Regions from separate parts of the Rattus norvegicus genome. Here region 1 is linked to region 2. A link is a contact called in public Hi-C data. All regions are on one chromosome and are shown on one strand. The core of a region is the stretch at or near the end of the contact, and the rest is flanking DNA. Distances in the headings are between cores, read along the strand shown. Region 1 holds the start of Yipf1 (Yip1 domain family, member 1). Region 2 holds the start of Tmem59 (transmembrane protein 59).

Region 1 (7,161 bases), core at 888-3,387, 150 kb before region 2:
TATGCACGTGCCTGTGCATGTGTATGTGTAAAGTGTGTAATCATCTGCACGTGTATGCTTGCATATGTACAAAGAGAGGCTAAGATTGACATCAGGCATCTTCCTCCATCACTCTCCACGTTATTTACTGAGGCAGACACTCTTATCCACTGAGTCATCTCCCCAGCCCTAGGTCAGAGTCTTCCAGAGGTCCTGAGTTCAATTCCCAGCACTCACATGGTGGCTCACAACCATCTATAATGGGATCGGATGCCCTTTTCTGGTGTGTCTGAAGACAGTGACAGTGTACTCATATAAGTAAAACAAATAAATCTTTAAAAAAAAAAAAGAAAAAGAAAACAGGAGGCAACTGCTAATTCTGAGTTTATGTGCCTGTTGCCCATTGGAAGAGTTCTGTGAGAAAAATAAGCAAACTAGAAAAACCTGGGAGTGTCCAACAGCCTCTTACCAGGATGTTGTTAATAGAATCCTTTGAGGTCTGTGTCAGTAATGAAATCCACTGCTGTGGCAGAGGAGGCTGCGATCACAAGATAAAGGTGGGGACCCTCCTGCCATACCTTCAAACTGCAAGTCATCCACAGCTGCCATTCAGCCAGAGGCTCTTCTCCCAGGGCTGAGGAAGAAAATGTCCGGGGATCTAAAACAAAGGAATAAATCAGCTTAGGAAAATGGGACAATCTGCAAAAAGAATTCATAGTAAAAGAATGTTTAGAGCCAGCTGTGGTGGTAGCTTGTGCCTTTAACCCCAACACTGTGGAGGCCGAGGCAGGCAGATCTCTATGAGTTTAAGGCTAGCCTGCGGGGTTGGGGATTTAGCTCAGCGGTAGAGCGCTTGCCTAGCGAGCGCAAGGCCCTGGGTTCGGTCCCCAGCTCCGAAAAAGAGAAAAAAAAAAAAAGCTAGCCTGCTCTACACAGTAAGACCCTGTCTCAGAAATTAAAAATGATTCCTACATTTCTTTATCTTTTGTGGCTATGGGAGTCAGTTCTTTCCTTCCACCATGAGGGACACAGAATGGGACTCTGACCATGCTTGGGGACAGCCACCTTTCCCTGCTGAGCAATCTCCCCTGTACAATGCCTGCCTACTCTTTCAGTGGGGACTGATTGTTAATGTAACTATCACAGGTCATACAACTTGCTACTCAATGTAGCTCAGGAAGAGAGAGCATGTGTCGAGCTGAGCAGTCTCACTGAGTTAACTTAACGAGGAGGAGTGAGCCGGAGAATAAGGAAACTGACCTGGGGATAGAGTGTGTGACGAGTGAGAACTAAACACAGGAAAGTCCAGAAGCACTCAGGCCTCTCTCTGAGTGAGTGTCCAGCCCAGCCTGTGATCAGGACATCAGAATCCACCCAATGCAGGGAAGAACCATCCAGAGCAACACTGGACAGACTGATGGAACAGAAGGCTGGTGTCGTAGCACATTTGAATGCTTGCCTAGCATGCACAAAGTCCTGGGTTCAATACTCAGGGCCTGCAAATGCTGGTGCATGCCTGCAATTCCAGCACCGAGGAGATGGAGGCAGGAGACTGAGGAAGTTTTAGGTTATCCCAGGCTACCTGGTGAGCTCAAGACCATATGAGTTAGAAGAGGGCCCTTATCAACAAAAAGAGGCTGGCTGCAGGGGACACTCTCTGGCGCCTGAATCTTTAGGGGCCAGGTGCAGCCTCGAGATGCAAGAAAATGGAAGGAGAGCCTAGGATTTGGGAGAGGTGATGGGGAAAGCATCCCAGTGCAGCCGGTTTAAGGTCCTAGACCCTGGAGTCAGACAGACCTGGGTTTGAGTCCCGATTCTGTTACTTCTCTGATGTGTGTGCGCTCCTCCAGGACTCCTCATCTGTAAAATGGGTTCATTGTGGTGTCTAGACCATTCTAAAAGGTAGTGCATATAAGGCTCTTAGTGAAGAACCAGGCAATTAGTAGCGCTTGACTGTTTGGGACCCTGCACTCAGGGACCCGGGGAAACGCAGACAGGGTTTAGAGGGGGAAATGGTCGAGCAGCAGAGGCCCGGGCGGGTAGGAGATTCCCCAACTGGCCCAGAAGCCCTGATGCCCTCACCTCGCAGGGAGAGGGTCCAGCTGTCCAGGAATGATTGGGGCCTGTGATGATCTCTGCACTGGTAGCTGGTCAGCCTGGTCCCGGAAGCCGGAGATCCGGGGGAGGGCGTTGGATTTCTCCACCTCCTCCGGGCAGAGCACCGCCCCCTCTCTTAAAGCAAAAGCGGTCACCCAGCGAGGACTCCTTAGGCAACGGTGTCACCCTAGCAGCGGAGGATCTCTGAGCTGCGTCCCGCCCTTCTCGGTGGTCTTAAAGAGACATGCGAAGTAGGGCGAATTCTCAGGAGTTCGGGAGTGTTTTACTCTTTGTTTATTCGTTTTTCCTATGCAAATAGAAAAATGAAAAAGGATTGAGAAGAGGAAAAAAAAATACGTCACCAATTCCTGTTTTCTCTGGCCATGAAAACTTAACCAACTGGGAAGACTCCATAGCAGATAGCTTGTGAACCAAAGGAGTCCTCCTGTCACTGTTTATCTGGTGTTGGCCCCTCAGCTGTACCACCTAGGTGTCTGACAGTCACCTTGAAAACAGCAGGACTCGAGCAACAGTGGAGTAGTATGGAGAGCTACCTGTGGCCTGCTTTCTGCCTGGGCCTGGTTTATGAGTTCCTCCAAGCTTGGGAAACTGCCTCCTCCTACCCATAGAGGACTCTACCTGCTCCCCAGACTCCTGTTGCTCTATTAACCCCCTGGGTTTCCCCCAGCTTTGGCACTGCTTGCCTGGATTCTGTTTGCTCAGCTTTACCAGCCTGTGAACACTTTGAGAACAAAAAAGACCAGGAATGATTCTAGTCTCTGGGTGGCCAGGGTCAACCAAGGTGGTATCGTACAATTACTGTTCACAGTACTCTAACATGGACTGAAAGGGTCCATAGACAGTTCTTGCTGTCTGGGAGCAGTGTAAACAGCAGACAGCTGATTCACAGTTCATACAGAGAGACCAGTGTCTTTAGCCTATCCCACAGCAGACTTCCCATTTGATGTCTAAAATACTCCGATTATTTGTCGGCGCCAGCACCAACCTGGTACCGAGAATCGGGCGAAAGCCTACGGGATGAAAGAAACACACACACACACACACAGGTTATCGTGTCAAGCCAGGAGAGGAAGAGAGGAAGAGAGGAAGAGAGAGAGAGAGAGAGAGAGAGAGAGAGAGAGAGAGAGAGAGAGAGAGAGGAAGAGCGGAAGGAAGAGCGAGAGTGAGGAAGAAGAGTGAGAGTCTCCTGTAGCTTTATTCACTTATATACCCAAGTCTCCAGGTAGAAAATAACTGGGAAGCACAGTGGGAAACCCTGGCTCGTGACTACCTGGCTCATGACTTCGGTAACAAAAGACCAACTAGGAGGCCTGAATTAATTAGGGAGAAATCCCAGAAGACCAGCCTAAATCTCAAGGATAAAGGCTGAGGAAGTAAAAGGCAGAAGTAAATTGACCACCACCCAGGTGTGGTCCAGGTGTGTCAGTTCCACATGCGTCAGCCAGGCTCAGCAGAGGTCATGCAGTGGAGATATCGGGTGTTTACTACTTGGTCTTTTCTTCCTGTGCCGTAAATACATGGGAGAGGCCTCTGTCCAACAATCCCATGACTTTTACTGTGGCCATGCAGTTACAAAGCGGCCAGGCCCAAATCCAATATGGCACTACAATTATTTATCATGGTTGATAATGTTTTTCCTTTCTTTTTTTTTTAAAGATTTATTTATTTATTCATTTATTTTATGTATGTGAGTACACTGCCGCTGTCTTCAGACACACCAGAAAAGGGTACCAGATCCCATTACAGATGGTTGTGACCCACCACGTGATTGCTGGGAATTGAACTCAGGATCTCTGGAAGAGCAGTCAGTCCTCTTAACCGCTGAGCCATCTCTCCAGCCAGATAATGTTTTTCTAACTGGCAAGCAGTCAGGTGGAATCACACGCTAGCCATTTTAACTCCTGTGAAGGGACTTTGCAGGACCTCTGACTCTCAGAACAATACTGCAAACTTGAAAGGGCCACCCTTGTTGTATAAAGGAAACCGGGCTTAGAGTACGTGCTGAGCACTTTTGGTGACTGTCAGGAATAAGCATCGGCTTATGAATCCAGTCATGCAAGCATGCCCAGCGCCGCCTTTGTCTCACACTCACCTGTTGCTAACCTCATCCCCGCTGATCTTATTCCAGCTACAGCAGACAGACCCTGAGCAAAGGTCACCCCAAACCCATGCTACGGGCTCCTCCTCTTCTGCACCAAGCCTTGTTTCTTCATCCACAGGTCATGGGACTCTACTAAAACCACCTAGGACCCAGGCTGGTGCATCCCAGATGTGCAGAAGGGAGAGCAGTTAATGCCTCGTGGGCAAATCCTTGACCAATGGAGTCAACAGTTGGTGAACCCAGGCATCTTTTCATGTCTACAGGTGCACACTGATGCTTTCAAATACCCTGAAGGACTGAGCAGCCAAATCCCCTTGATGACGTATACCCAAGATGGCTACCTCTCTTCCCTGACTTACACTACCCCCTCCTCGCCTAGTCCTGGGACTCACACTGCATTATCCACATGAGAGCCCACTGAGGCACGTAGGCACCAAGCATGGACGCAGTCAGGTGTGTATTGGGGGCAGGTAAGTGCATGTGGGTACAAGTGTTCACAAGTAGGTCAAACCTTTCTCTACCAGCTGCTTGTATAGCACCTCCTGACTATTGCAGTTTGTCTTCTATTTCTAATACATAGCATGGCCAAAGCAACCTGGAAGGGAAAGAGTTGACCTGGCTTATATGTCCCAGTCATAGCCCATTAGTGAGGAAAGTCAGGGCAGAACTGTGCAGGAATGCTGCTTACTGGCTTGTTTCACATGGTTTGCTCAGCTTGCTCTCTCAGACCACCCAGTACCACCTGCCCAGGGATGGCTCAACCCACAGTGGGTTAGGCCCCACCAAATCTATTATCAATCAAGAAATGCCCCATTCAAGCTATACCCTAGAAGAAGCAAGAAACTAATCGTCTTGGCAACAAAACAAAGAGAATGAAAGCACACAAACATAACCTCACATCCAAATATGAATATAACAGGAAGCAATAATCACTATTCCTTAATATCTCTCAACATCAATGGCCTCAACTCCCCAATAAAAAGACATAGATTAACAAACTGGATACGCAATGAGGACCCTGCATTCTGCTGCCTACAGGAAACACACCTCAGAGACAAAGACAGACACTACCTCAGAGTGAAAGGCTGGAAAACAACTTTCCAAGCAAATGGTCAGAAGAAGCAAGCTGGAGTAGCCATTCTAATATCAAATAAAATCAATTTTCAATTAAAAGTCATCAAAAAAGATAAGGAAGGACACTTCATATTCATCAAAGGAAAAATCCACCAAGATGAACTCTCAATCCTCATCTTCGATTGGTTTATATACAAGTGTGCAATTTCTAGGCTTGAAAGTAAAATGATGCTATCTGGTGCTGGATAGAGGAGCCTTATTTTTTATTATGGCAGCTTGCTATTTTTGTAACATGGTGATTTGGTTGAACACAATAAAGTACAGTAGTAACTGAAAAAAAAAAAAAGAAAGAAATGCCCCATTGACTTGCCTACGGGCAGTCTGACGGGGCAAATGCTCACTTAAGGTTCTCTCCTCCCCGATGACTATAGCTTGTGTCAAGTTGACAAAAATACCAACCAGCACAGGTACTATGAACACTAGTCAGTAGGGAAGAAACTCTGGGGTCAGTACTAGCTTGAATTCTCCATGTCCTATGACCCTATGTGTGGTAGCTCCATCAGAGGGTCTTATCGTCTGTCCTGGTCCATAACCATGAGCAACGACCGTGACTTGTTTTGTCCTGGGGGTCCCGTAGGGACCCCAACTAGAATAATTGAAAGATCCCTACCCCACATCTGGCACCAGTCCAGAATTGGACATCAGGCATCTTTTATCCTTTCTTACCTTATTCTTTAAGAAGGGCCTTCTCACTAGAGACTAGAGAACTAGAAACTCATTATTTTGGCGAGGCTGGCTAGGAAGCCCCTGGGGAGCCTAACTCCACCCCACCCCAATGCTGAGATTACAGGAGCACATGACCCCCCATGCCCTTTCTATATATGCTGGAGATTCACACTCCAATCTCCAGGCTTGCAGAGCAAGAGCTCTGACCCACCAAGCCATCTCCTCAGCCCTAGTACAGGCATTTGGAACCAGCCCACCCATGTGACAGAAAGCAGCAATAGCCCCATAGCTGGTGATAAGGTGGATGGGGCATGGGGAGGAGGGGCAGGCTGGCAGCATCACGATTCTTCAAGAGTCTAACTATGGCTGACTGAGAAGAGACGGACATTGAAAATAGGTGCTGAAGCCTTGGAAGAATAGGAGGTCCATGCTGACAATCATTAAGAAATCAAGAAATCGACTGGCTTTTTAGCTCTTGAAACAGGGTCTCACTCTGTAGACCAGACTGGCCTTGCATTCATAAAGAGCCCCCTGCATCTTCCCCACAAAGTGCTGGGATTAAAGTGTGTGATACCACGCTTAGCATGCAGACTAGCTTTTCTTTTTTTAAAAAAAATATTTATTTGTTTGTTTGTTTATTTATTTAGTATACATTATACAGCTTTCTGCCTGCCTGTATGTCTGCAGGCCAGAAAAGGGCACAGATGGTTGTGAGACACCATGTGGTTGCTGGGAATTGAACTCAGGACCTCTGGAAGAATAGACAGTGCTCTTAACCACTGAACCATCTCTCCTGCCCCAGACTAGCTTTTCTTTGTTTTTTTTTAATCTTTTATTCCATTTATTTCTTTACTTACATTTCAAATGTTATTCCCTTTCTTGGTTTCTTGTCCATAACAGACTAGCCTTTCTTAACTTCACTGGAAGCCCTGAGAAAAAAGGATCGGAGAAGCTGTCATCTTAAGGCACACTGTGGACACTGCAGAATCTCTGTAGAAGCTTTGAAGGAGACTTGTTCTAGGGTTTTTGTTTTTGTTTTTGTTTAAGTAAAGCTACCTGAAAATCAGTTTATTGTTAGGAGAGTCAATTGTCAAAGAGTCCTCAATGCACAGTCTCTTAGTCACCTCCACCTCAGTTCTAGCATGGACAGAAGTGAAAACCTG
Region 2 (6,451 bases), core at 2,981-5,480:
AATTGTCCTGTTTTTCAAGCGCCACATATTTCCTTATACAATAAAGAGCTCATTACCACGAACTACATCAGATGACATTTTACTCTCTCTATATCCCAAACTGGCCTGGAACCCTTAATCCCCATCTTTTTCAGCTCCTGAATATTGGGGTTGCTCATATGTGCCAATACACCTAGCTCAGAAGGCTTTCTTTTGTTAAACCAAACCCAAAAGACACCCAGAACCAACATTGGGAAACCATATGGCATGCTGAAAGTCTGGTGGGTCAGGAATCAACCGCCAAAGCTCAGCCTTGCCACTACTCTGTACAGCCTTGGGAAAGTTACTAATCTCTCTGATTCTCAGAGTCATCTAAGTTGTAAGGAAGGATACTCTCACATTAATCTTACACACTAGGAACGTTAAACATTCATATTATGTTGTGCTGGTATATTACATTAATAACATAGTCAATAAACACCCACAGTGTGCCAGGCTATATGTTAACATTTAATCCCTTATACAACACCTATAAAGAGAAAGCTGGAGAGGTGGCTCAGTAGTTAGCAGCACTGGCTGATCTTCCAGAGGACAAAAATCTCAGGTCCTAGCACCCACATGGCAGCTCACAACAGTCTGTAACTCTAATTCCAAGAAATACGTATCTCTTTCTGGTGTTTGCCAGCACTGCACTTGTATGGTGTAGAGACAGATATGCAGGCTAAACACATACACATAAATTGAAAATACTATTTTTTTAAAAGCAAAAAAAAATCATATTCTTAGTTCAAGCATTTTGTATTTTACAGAACATAAATTCAAATATGGTAAACACTTCAGTTCTATGCATCTCAAGTGACTGACAAGCTTTTAGAAAATATAGTCTCCTGACAGGAGCAAGAAAAGGGTACTTCTCATCATAATATCAGCTAAGTAATTCAAAGGTCCTTTAACAACAATGCTCCCTAGATAGCTTTCATATACATTTCTTACCCTCAGTTAGCTAAGTCAATCTACCTATTCTCCCTTGTTTTGGCTAATGCTGTTTGTAACTGGTCTTGGTCTGTAGTCCAGACTGACCTCATATTCACAGCAATCCCCCTACCTCAGCCTCCCAAGTACTGGGCTACATGCATGAGCCACATGCCTGGTTTTAAGTATTCTCTTTCTCAGTACCACAAATGCAAACATGCACAAACCTAGTCAGACTGCATGGTATGAGGAGAAATAGCTACCTCTGGCTGTGCTAGGCAGTGCCCTGAAAGCATCAAATTATCTTCAATCTAATGCTAGCTCTGCAAATATGTGATTTTCCTACAGTTTACAAAATTAAATTCTAAGAAAATAATTGATCAGCAATACAGTTAAGAGTGGAGCCTGAATGGACCACAGGCTTGCACGATTCTGAAGCCCATGTCCTGTAACAGACTAGTTATTGACAACATGCCTTATGCTCCTTACATTTAAACCCAGACATCATACAACTAAATCTTTGAGAACAAAGGGCAAAATATATTAATTTTAGAATATCTACTCTATGTCTTTCCAATATTTTATATCCTTACGATAAATAATTAAGATGAGATTTTTATCTGCCACTTATTAGATGAAGAGACAAGATGAGATTTATAGCTCATTTACTTTCTATTTAACGCACCACTTTTTGCCTGCAATGCAATGCACAGTAACTCAATGAGGGCCTCTAGAAACCAGTGAAGTATTTGTAATACAACTTCATTCTTTGATGGCAATAGCATGGGGCAGCCAGCTTGAAGACTCGTTTCTACCTCACTACTTCTTAGTTATAGGATCTTGGCCAAGACCTCTTTTTTTTTTTTTAATTTTTCCTTTTTTGTTGTTTTTGTTTTTGAGACAGAATTTCTCTGTATATCCCTGACAGTCCTGGAACTCACTCTGTAGACTAGGCTAGCCTCAAACTCAGAGATCTGCCTGCCTCTGCCTCCTGAGTGCTGGGATTAAAGGTGAGTGCCACCATGCCTAGTAAGAAAGTAAATTTTGAGCTGGATCCAGTTGGGCAAACCTATAATCTCAGCCCTTGGGATGACCATCTTGCACTGTATGTCAAGACACTGTCTCAAGCAAACACTCTTAAAAATGCATATAATTCTAGAATTCAGAGGGTGAGGCAGGGGGACTGCCTTGAGTTCTAGGCCAACCCGAGATCCTGTCTCAAAAACAAAACAAATTGAAGTCCAGGATAGACAGGGAGCCAATGATTTGGAGTTCTGGTTAAGAAGAGCATTAATAAATTAGTGAAAATGACTTATCAGTATCACATCAACTCTTAGCAACTAGTGAATATTATAATACCTAAGGCATTGCTTGTGATGGTGCACGTCTGTAACCCCAGAGCACTGAAGAACCTGAGGCAGGAGACTGAGACTGAACAACCAACCTGAACTGTATGTAGGCAAATCCTGTCTCAAAAACAAACACCTCAGAAATAGCCAAAGATTCATGGTATCCATGGCTTTCAAATTATTTATGTTCTCAGTATTCTGGCTTACATTACAAATTTACTAGGAAAAATTTTAAAAGAGGGGACCAAACATTAAAATAACATAAACCTTAGTCTAATTCTAGGCCAATCAATACTGATGAACTTCCCTGTAGAACCTTTTGATGACGAGAGCCTTTATAGACTTTAGTCTAAAGAAACCTTCTTATTTCCAAAGGTTGTTCCATGGCAAGCCTTAAACTCATGACCCTCTGACCTCAGCCTCCAGCAGGCTGTAATCACAGGTGTCCATCATTCCAGCTCTTCATTTCTCCCGATTATTTATTAATTTCTAGAAATTAACTTAGAAAATTTAAGGCTAGTCCCACTACAATTTTGTGGCGCCTTTTCTGTTTTGCTTGTAACTGATGACTCTCAGATAGGTAAGGGGAACAAAATGCTGAAAGGTACAAAATTTACAATTTTTCATCTCAAAGGCACGAAAGCATTTGTCAATATGGAACATTTTAAAGTCACTGGGACTGCTATTCTAGCCACTTTGTAGCTTTAGAAGGCAAAGACGGATAGCCACAATGGTTAAGCAAATAGCATACAGAAGACGAAAGAAAACAAGGATAAAAAACCACAAGCATCAGCGAAAGCCCTTACAAGGCCAGGTGGGGAGGGGTATAAACCCTAATTATACATGGAAAACGGGTGGGGAGAATCACCAAGCAATTTAGAATGTTGAGTAAACAGAATTCATAAGAAACTGAAAAACAACTTAAGGAGGTAGAATTAAAGGCTAGGCAGCGGCTGCGGGGAGGTTCCAGGGGTAGGAATTGGTCCCTCTTCTAGCTACACAGCATAGGTCTTCAGTGGGACAGTCGAATTTCTTGATCCACTCCACTGATTCCTTATCTTCTGCACCGAGTGACGTTCATTTTACTTTATTTTTTTGAAGACAGAGCCCTAACTGCTGCCTCACAAAGGCATCCAGTCTCCTGCGGCAGCGTCTCGCACACACTCACTCAACACAGACAGGAAGTCCTCCTTTCTAGTGTGTCTCATAACTACTGAGGCTGACTTCACACTTCAGACCTCAAAGGAATTGTCGGCTTCTCCGACTCGCGGAACAGAACGCGTTTCGTCCCTTCGTCCCAGAGAGGCGCGCAATAAATCCGGGCTGGAAGGCAATATTTTGTGCACGCATGCATCCGCGCCTTCCTCCCCACCCCCCGCGCTGCTAGTAGGTCAGGACCCCCGCTCATTTCCAATCTACCCTAGCAAGTGATATACTCCCTTGTGGTCCCGCAGGCTCCCAAGGGTTCGCCTATTTCGCATCTTTGTATTCTCCCCCAGCCTATCATCGAGACCTGCAGCACAAACTTCCGGCAATTACAGCAGGAGCAAGGAAAACTGCAGCTACACCAAGGGGGGAGCAGCTGAAGCGCAGATTCACCACTAGGGTCTCGGCGCTGACACCGACATGGGAAGACGCGAGCTGGGGTACCGAGGGATAAGGGGAACTTGGTATCGATGGGCCCTACCTACCTTCGGGTAGGTGTGCAAAGGATAGGTCAGCTGACAGGCTCGGTGACAGGACGCCGTGTCTCCCAGGACCGAGTCAAACGCTTCGGCCGCTGCAGTTCCGGAGCCTCCGGCCAGCGCCATGGTCAGCAGCAGCAGCGGCGGGAGCCCCACCTGGGCCTGGACCCAAAGCTTCCCCTTTGGCGCCGCCATCTTGTTCCCCTCTGTCACAGCAGCCCGAATTGTTGCTGTTTTCTTTTCAGTGTTTCTCCTTCTTCCGGGCCAGCCCCTTTCCCCGCCCCTCCGGCCTGAGCTTCCGCCTCCAAGAGCTCTTTGGCTCCGCCCTGACCCGTCCAAGCAGCTACCTCCCGGCCGGTCTCTGAGACGGAAAACCTCTCGTGGGCGGGCTTGAGAACCGGGCCAACCATCTCAGCTCTGGGCTCAGAGCGGCGCCTGCCTCTTTCTCCGTGCCAGGCTGACTGGGGCCTGTAGTTCTCGGCGGCCGGGAGCGAGCAGAGGGGTGTTGCCTCCCTCAACCACAACTTCCGGGCTCTTCCCCGTGCGTTCTGGGAAGTGTAGTTCCTGCGAGTCACCAGCGAGGAACTGGGCCCCGGAAGAAGTGTATAAAATAGTTACAACGCGTGGTCCGGCTGGAGGTCTGGAGGGGTCAAGAGACCAAGCTGTAGGCAGGCTGATTTCCCGGTGGGTCTCAGTCGAACTGTGATTGGATAACCCCTTTCCAGGCCTCCGAGTGCTGGGGGCAAGGGAAGGATGGGATCCTTACGGACGTGGTTGGGGTTCTTTGACCACAGAGCAGTGGTTTCTGGAGCTGCTTCTGTATTGTGCTGGTGTCTGGAGATGGTTGTTGTGGGTCTTAGAGTAATTCTTAGGATTGGGGCTACCGCGGAGTGCTTGTAAAGAGGGATTCACTGAGCCCAGTGGAACCCTAACACAACTCAACCTAAACTGGAAAAGGACTTCAGAAGTCACCCCATTATCCTGGGTATTAGAATCCTATTCCTTCTAGAGCATGCCCTTCTGGAAGCTAGGAATCTAACCCAGGAAGTAGACTTAACTACAGTTTCAGTTTTTCAGAAGAAATTTCCTCTTTTGAGAAGGAATCGTATTTCCTGTAAATACCATCCAAAAGCCTCCATAGTTCAGGAGTGTTTAGAAAATCTAGTCGTGTCACTTCTGGGAGTACACCTGTCAATCTAATGAAGTTTCACCCTGTTTCTTGAATAGAATACACCTCAAGCCCCTGAAGATAATCAGAGCCCCCAGCAATGGATAAATTTGTCATTCGAACGCCTAGGATCCAGAATAGCCCGAAGAAAAAACTCAAAGAAAAGGTTTACAAGCAAGCCACGATTGAGTCTTTGAAGGTGAGAAGGAATGTGGGATGAGAGAAAATGTCCCAAGGACTGCCATAAAGAGACAGGGAATGGGTTTCATTGTAGGGAATCATGGGTTCTTGTTAAGCCCCCCCTCAGGGACCATTTTTTCTTTCTCACACACCCCGTACAGACTTATCAATTCCTGTACCTCTGCTATCCTGAATTAATCCAATTATTCTGGCTTTCGAGTATGGTTGCTCGCTGATAGGCTCACCACCCACCTTGATTAAAAAGTTTTGATATGGTTGGGGATTTAGCTCAGTGGTAGAGCGCTTGCTTAGGAAGCGCAAGGCCCTGGGTTCGATCCCCAGCTCCGAAAAAAAAAAAAGTTTTGATATATATATCAAATATATATCAAATATAAATCATATATATATATGTTTTCGAGACAGGGTTTCACTGTGTAGCCGTGGCTGTGGAACTCACTCTGTAGACCAAATTGACCTAGAACTCAGAGATCCTCCTGCCTGAACCTCTAGTGCTGGGATTAAAGGCTTGTGCTACCACTCCTGGCTAAGATTTATTCTTATTGTATGTGTCTGTGCCTGTGTGTGAATATGTTCACTGGAGGCTTTGGATCTCTCGGGAGCTGTTGTTATAGTGATTGTGCACTACCTAAAGTGGAAAGTTCAGATGCTGGAGACTGAACTAGGGTCCTCTGCGAGAGCAGTGTAGGGCAGGCATTCTAGCAGAATCATTATATCTAGGATAAACGTTAGGATGAAATAGCTGTTGTTCACTCTATGTAGGATAAACATCGGAATGAATCGCTGTGTTCTAGAAGTACTTGGACCTTGGGGAAATCATTGTAGAAAACAGTGATTGTTTTCTGTTATCTATGGAGTTGTTTTTCTGAAGGAGCTGTACAGCCTTTGCATGACTTTGGTCACAAGACAATCCTGGCACACTTGGAACGTTCTGCATTATTGGGTACTGCAAACACAATAAAGTTGCTGGGGTGTGATGTTTCCCTTCACAAAACACATAGACTACCTCAGGGACTTTGGTGTGAGGAGCTTGTGTCACCTAAAGGACAACTGTTGTTTTGCTTTTGCATGGCTTTTCGAGATTCAGTTCACAGAGGCTG

The links. A called contact is a pair of places that touch in the nucleus more often than the background predicts.
Region 1: a Hi-C map of mammary epithelial cells shows a contact between it and region 2, with 1.9 times the contacts expected there. The contact joins the promoter of Yipf1 here to the promoter of Tmem59 in region 2. A contact is called at or near these places in 2 of 12 Hi-C or Micro-C datasets (frontal cortex and mammary epithelial cells).

What each region holds. Positions count from the first base shown.
Region 1 is chr5:127,336,004-127,343,164 of GRCr8, reverse strand. It overlaps Yipf1 (Yip1 domain family, member 1), which reads right to left and starts at 2,137. Exons shown (of 10, transcript NM_199383.2): 1 at 2,062-2,137; 2 at 558-637. The coding sequence starts at 588. It overlaps LOC134486960 (a long non-coding RNA gene), which reads left to right and starts at 2,284. Exons shown (of 2, transcript XR_010066566.1): 1 at 2,284-4,651.
Region 2 is chr5:127,189,099-127,195,549 of GRCr8, reverse strand. Tmem59 (transmembrane protein 59) reads right to left here and starts at 4,230. Exons shown (of 8, transcript NM_001139465.2): 1 at 3,992-4,230. The coding sequence starts at 4,180. It overlaps Tceanc2 (transcription elongation factor A N-terminal and central domain containing 2), which reads left to right and starts at 4,565. Exons shown (of 5, transcript NM_001014260.2): 1 at 4,565-4,669; 2 at 5,213-5,352. The coding sequence starts at 5,254.